Regions from separate parts of the Sus scrofa genome. Here region 2 is linked to region 1. A link is a contact called in public HiChIP or PLAC-seq data. All regions are on one chromosome and are shown on one strand. Each heading gives the region's core, a stretch centred on a gene start, on an enhancer-like site or on the middle of the called end of the contact. The rest is flanking DNA. Distances are from core to core; before and after follow the strand shown. Region 1 has its middle 94 kb from the start of JCAD. Region 2 overlaps SVIL (supervillin).

Region 1 (3,470 bases), core at 516-3,015:
CTCTGTGTGTCTCCTGCCCTCCCCTTGATTAGTTCAGAGGCACATTGAGGTCCACAGGGTGTGATGTTTGGATTACTCCCATTGCCATGAAAATAACCGCCACCCCCCACCCCTACCCCCGCTGCAACCCTCATTCTGGAAAAACGAATGACCTTCTTACCCCAGTCAGTCCAAAGACCTGTGGCTTGAAGAAGGTTCACCCCAGCTGACTCAGGAGGTGTGAGTGGGAAACAAATGCTTACTGTGTATATTCTTGAAATGTTCATGGTTGCTTGTTACACAGCAGTACAGTGACAAAGCGACTGACTGGGACATGTGCTAATTCCATTGTTCATTTATTTTATCTTATTTACAACTTTTTTGGGGGGAGTTCCCATTGTGGTTCAGTGGAAATGAATCCAACTAGTATCCATGAGGATGTGAATTCAATCCCTGACCTCACTCAGTGGGTCAGGGATCTGGATTTGCCATGAGCTGTAGTGTAGGTAGCAGACGTGGCTTGGGTCCTATGTTGCTGTGGCTATGGTGTAGGCCAGCAGCTGCTACTCCAATTCTACCCCTATCCTGGCAACTTCCATATGCCACAGATGCAGCCCTAAAAAAGAAAAAACAAAAACAAAACAAAACACAAACTTTTTTTCTTTTTCAGGGCTGCACCCATGGCATATGGAAGTTCCCAGTTTAGGTGTCAAATCGGAGCTGCAGCTGCCGGCCTACACCACAGCCACAGCAACACAGGATCTGAGCTGCATCTGTGACCTACTTCACAGCTCGTGGCAACGCTGGACCCTTAACCCACCGAGCGAGGCCAGGGATCGAACCCACATCTTCATAGACACTGTGTCCAACTCTTAACCCATTGAGCCACATTGTTCACTTATATGCTGCTACATTTACAGGGAGAATTGTGTACTCTCAAGGTATCCACGAATTTGTATAACTTGTAGATGTCTGAGGTCAGGGCCTTCAGGGGTATCAGGAATCCCCTGGAGAGGGTGAGTGCTCCAGAGATTAGCTCTCTGTCCTTTGACCCCTGTCTGCCCTGCTAGACTGATCCTGGGCCGGCCTCCTTGGTAAGCTTTCCTTCTTGTCCTGTCCGGTTTATACCTGAGGGTCAAGCTGACCTCAGACTCTTCCTCTTACTCATCTTCAAAGGCTAAAAATCATTAGATAGTATGAAAAAAAGAATGTATATATGTGTATGTCTGGGTCACTATGCTGTTCAGCAGAAATTGACACAACACTGCAAATCAACTAGACTCTAATGAAAATAAAATTAAATTGTAAAAAATCATTAGAGGGCACCTGTCCTTTTTTCTTTTCCTCCAAAACCATCACACATGAGGAGGGGCTGTGTTTCTTAGTGTTTCAATGGATGTCTTTGGAAATACCCTTGGTCTCTAAAAGGATAGTCACTTTGGAGAGACTAGGAAATACATGTGAGATTTGTGGATTCTGAGTTGGAATTCCAGCCAAGTATCAACACTGGCCATTCAGTAGCCATTGGGATAAATGGCTTCGGGATGACAGACAAGGTGCGTCCTTGCCAGTGGAAAAAGTCCCTTCTTCTAGAGCAGAGCCTACCGAAAGATGTAGTAGCCCTGCCCGGCACAGGGACATGAGGGATTTGCAGGCAGGGGAGTGGCTCACCTTCAGAGCAGACGTGGGCTCTGCGCTGTGACTCCGGGAATGAGGATGGCAGAGGCTACTGTCCTGCGCAGCCTAAGCTGAGATGTCCTACCAGCATTCAGGCACTAGAGGGCAGCGTCTGCTCATGCCAAGGAAGGATCTGGTCCAGAGCGCAGATTCAGCCTGGCTCAGGCGAGGGCTGGCAGCTTTTCCTGCAAACAGAAGCCCAGACATACTCATCTAAGATCTGGATTGAAGTACTTCGCTGCCGTACTCGTGGGCTGGCACGAAAGAACAGCGCCGAGGGGATTCTGTCCCTGGACCTGACTTGATCTGTGAAAACAGGCAGATGACTCACAAGCTCTTTGCTGGAAGCCTCTACAGGCCTTAGAGCCAGTGGGATAAAGCAGATACAGTACATATATACTATGGAATATTATTCAGCCATAAAAAGCATGAAATAACACCATTTGCAGCAACATGGATGGACCTAGAGTTGATCATACTGAGTGAAGTAAGTCAGACCAAGAAAGATAAATATCATATGGTGTCACCTCTATGTGGAATCTAATAAACAAGGATACAAAATAACTTATTTAAAAAGCAGAATCAAACTCACAGATTTCAAAACCAGTCTTGTGGTTACCACGGGTGAAACTGTCGGGGGAAAGGAAGAACGAGAGGATGGGAATAACACACACACGCTACTATATAAAATAGATGATTAACAAGAACCTACTGAGTAGCACAGAAAAATCTACTCAACAGGTAAACCTACATGGGAAAAAAGAATAGATATATGTGCATGCATCACTGATTCGCTTTGCTGTACACCTAAAACTAATACAACACTGTAAGTCAACTATACTGTGTGTATGTGTGTGTTTGTATGTGTGCAGGTACTTGTGTATTTGTTTTTCTGTGCATCTGTGTGTGTGTGTGTGTGTGTGTGTAGAGAGAGAAGGAAGGTAGGTGTGCACGCTGGAAAAAGGGAAAGAAATGGGCTCAGCTGGCATTTGATATTTTGGTGACAGCCTCCAGTTTGGGACAAAAACAAAATCACACTGTGGGCCCTGGGTACATATGGGCTCCTCATCCTTACTCTCAGACTCTGGGGCTTTGTCATAGCGCCCAGTGGATTGTCACAGCTGCCAGTCCTGCCTTACACGAAGGAGCACCTGCGACGGGCGGTCCCCACAGAGATGTCCTATCAGTGTAGACAGCACCCCAGCTTTGAAGACTTTGAACAATAGATGCAAAATAGCTCAGTGGTTTTATATCACACATTGAAATACTACTTTAGAAGTTCCCTTGGTGGCACAGTGGGTTAAGGATCTGGCTGTGGTTACAGCTGTGGCATGGGTTCGATCCCTGACCTGGGAACTTTGCCATGCCTTGGGTGCTGCCAAAAAAAATTTAAATAAAAATAAAATAAAGTTAGCAATAATATTAACCATATAAAAAAGAAATACTGCTTTAGCATTTGGGTTAAATTTAACACATTACTAAATTAATTTCACCTGTTTCTTTTTTTTTTCTTTTACAGCCACACCTGCGGCATATAGAAATTCCCAGGCTAGGGGGTCAAATTGGAGCTGCAGCTGCAGGCCTATGGCACAGCCACAGCAACATCAGATTCCAGCATATCTGCGACCTACTTGCCACAACAGCCGGATCCTTAACCCTCAGGCCAGGAACCTAACCCTCATCCTCAGGGATACTATGTCAGATTCTTAATCCACTGACCTCCAGTGGGAACTCCTGTTTCTTCTCCTTTTTGAAAGGCACTACCAGTGAATTGAAAGTCACCAATGAGGCTTGCATGTGAGGCTCACATCCCA
Region 2 (3,125 bases), core at 301-2,800, 290 kb after region 1:
ACCCATGAGGATGCAGGTTCCATCCCTGGCCTTGCTCAGTGGATTAAGGATCCCGTGTCGTCGTGAGCTGTGGTGTAGTTCCCAGATGTGGCTGGTATCCCTTGTTGCTATGGCTGTGGTGTAGGCTGGCAGCTGCAGCAGTGAATTAAGCCCTAGCCTGGAAACTTCCATATGCTCTGGGTTCAGCTCTTTAAAAAAAAAAAAAGCAAAAATCAATCAATCAATCAGTCAATCTATCTGAGGTCCCCAGGGGGAACACTCCCCAGTATTCTGTGCTGGTCTGTTTGGGAAAAGAATCTGAAAGAGAATGGATGTGCGTCCATGTGTAACTGAGTCGCTTTGATGTCCAGCAGAAATGATCACAATATTGCATATCAACCAGACGTCGATAAAATTTGAAAAAATGAAAAAACATAAGTAATGTACGGTTCCTAAATATTAAATAATAAATAAATACCATTCTCAAATGTAAAATAAATACGTGAAATACATCAGATACCCTCATCTGCTGTCCAGTTTGGAGGGTCTTGGCCATTTTTTTCCCCCTCCATTGGATGGAGAACCACATAGACACTGATTTGGGAAAAGTTGCATCCGCATTGGAATCTGGATCCCACCAGCAGCACTTGTACCCCTTGGAGGGTCGGAAACCCTATGTCCTGGTCATCTAGGAGGATGGCTCCAAGAAATCTCCAGAAAGAGTTTACTTGTACCTGCTTTTTGGAGATGTTTTAGTTAATCAGAATTTCTTTCTTTTTTTTTTTTTTAAATGGAAGTGTAGTTGATTGTCAATGGTGTGTTCACTTCTGCTATACAGCAAAGTGACTCAGTTACACATACGTACCTTCTTTTCTTTTCTTTTATATTTTTGTCTTTTGTCTTTTTAGGGCCACTCCTGTGGTATATGGAGGTTTCCAGGCTAGGGGTTGAATCGGAGCTATAACCGCTGGCCTACACCGCAGCCACAGCAACACCAGATCTGAGCCGTGTATGTGACCTATACCATAACTCACAGCAATGCCGGATCCTTAACCCACTTAGCAAGGCCAGGGATCGAACCTGCGTCCTCATGGTTGCTAGTTGGGTTTGTTAACCACTGAACCACGACAGGAACTCCCATATGTACCTTCTTTCAAAAAGAATTAAAAATAATTTCAAGTATTATTTAAAAAATTTTTTAAAAATTGAAAATATTCTTTTCCGTTATGGTTTATCATAGGATGTTGACGATAGTTCTCTAATGGGACAGAATTTCTTTTTTCTTTTTTTTTTTTTGGTCCCATTTTTAGGCCCATACCCATGGTATATGGTATAGTTCCCAGGTTAGGGGTCTAATCTGAGCTGGAGCTGCAGCTGCCAGTCTACGCTGTAGCCACAGCCATGCAGGATCCGAGCCGCGTCTGCAACCTACATCACAGCTCACCACAATGCCAGATCCTTAACCCACGAAACGAGGCCAAGATCAAACCCACATCCTCATGGATACTAGTTGGGTTTGTAACCCACTGAGCCACAACAGGAAGTCCTGGACAGAATTTCTTAATGTGAATTTGCTTCTTCTCTAGCTAACTCAGATTTAAGTAGACAGCAGTGTGGGAAACAGTGAATGCTGGCACACACTGTACACACACACACACACACTTGAGGAGGACCTCGGCACATGAGAGAAGACTCTCGGGCCAGCCAGCACCCTGGCGCCTTTGTAGACCATGCAGAAAAATAGCATTACTTGGATGCACTCTGGCTGCCCTCTGCAGTGTCATTTTAAGATGTTACTCATGTATTATTTGAAATTTAAAATAACATCTCTTGTTCTTGAGAGAAATCCATCACCTGCCATGAAGTTTATATAAAAATATCAACTCATTGCTGGAGTTCCCATCATGACTCAGTGGTTAGTGAATCCATCTAGGAACCATGAGGTTGTGGGTTCGATCCCTGGCCTTGCTCAGTGGATTAAGGATCCGGTGTTGCCGTGAGCTGTGGTGTGGGTTGCAGACACGGCTTGGATCCCGCGTTGCTGTGGCTCTGGTGAAGGCCGGCGGCTACAGCTCTGATTGGACCCCTGGCCTGGGAACCTCCATATGCCATGGGAGCGGCCCAAGAAATGGCAAAAAGACAAAATATATATATATCAGCTCAGTGCTGTAAATCCTAATGCCAAACAAACAAGTGTGCTCTGTGAGGTTTTATTTATCTAAGATCTGTCTTATAGATCAATTTATTGTAGATTTGATTTGATGGGGAACACCATGTACATCTGTGTCATCATTGCCTGAATGTCAGAAGTTACAGCGCAGGTTTCCCTGGTTTTGTCTGAAAGTCAGGAGCACCGTTTTCCCAAAGAGGCAAGGTACCAACTGTATGTTGAAAGAACCTTGAGTTGATAAAGATTGAAACCAAGACTCAACTTGATCTTTTTTCTAAGCATATCATGTAGGTGGTTATGATGGGATGTCGTTGCAAGTTGTATAGGGAAGGCCCCCAGCTTGACTTAAGCTTGATGGATGGAACTTGAAGAAATCAGTGTGGACATTTGTTTGAAGTACAGGGAACTCTTAGTTATTCCAAAAGTCAGATATGTACAAGTGGCAGATTTTGTGTGTGTGTGTGTGTGTGCTTTTTAGGGCCATACCTACCACATATGGAGGTTCCCAGGCTAGAGCTTGAGTCTGAGCTGTAGCTGCCGGCCACAGCTACAGCCACAGCAACATGAGAGAGATCCGAGCCACGTCTGTGACCTATACCACAGCTCATGGCAATACCGGATCCTTAACCCACTGAGGCCAGGGATCAAACCTGCGTCCTCATGGATACTAATCAGATTCATTTCTGCTGAGCCACGATGGGACCTCTAGTGGCAGCTATTTCTAAGCAACGGAAGCATGTTGCTTAGCATATAATATCACACTTATATTTGATATTGGTGTGTTTAATATTTAGGACTTCTGACAGTTACTGCTTCAGGAGCTCCCGCTGTGGCACATTGGATTGGTGTACTAGGACATGGGTTGGATCCCCAGACCTGGCACAGTGGGTTAAGGATCTGGCATTGCCGCAACTGCAGCTTAGGTCGAGACTGTTGCTCGGATCTTGATCCCTGGCCCGGGAGCTCTATGTGCCCC

Evidence for each region. HiChIP or PLAC-seq counts read pairs in DNA pulled down with a chosen protein or histone mark.
Region 2: a contact with region 1 is called in an H3K27ac HiChIP or PLAC-seq map of alveolar macrophages. The contact joins two enhancer-like sites. A contact is called at or near these places in 7 of 47 Hi-C or Micro-C datasets (embryonic fibroblasts, fetal skeletal muscle, heart right ventricle and 3 more) and 2 of 2 datasets of contacts at active chromatin or transcription factors (alveolar macrophages and skeletal muscle).

The regions. Positions count from the first base shown.
Region 1 is chr10:41,002,781-41,006,250 of Sscrofa11.1, forward strand. No RefSeq gene overlaps it. Among named protein-coding and RNA genes, the nearest start is that of JCAD, 94 kb to the left of the region's middle. Within about 2 kb of position 1,766, at least 5 of the 83 cell types and tissues checked have an H3K27ac peak or open chromatin away from gene starts, as enhancers often do. A contact at or near this core is called in alveolar macrophages, where this site is marked.
Region 2 is chr10:41,294,186-41,297,310 of Sscrofa11.1, forward strand. The region is part of intron 3 of SVIL (supervillin); the gene reads left to right. Among named protein-coding and RNA genes, the nearest start is that of SVIL, 120 kb to the left of the region's middle. Within about 2 kb of position 1,551, at least 1 of the 83 cell types and tissues checked has an H3K27ac peak or open chromatin away from gene starts, as enhancers often do. A contact at or near this core is called in alveolar macrophages, where this site is marked.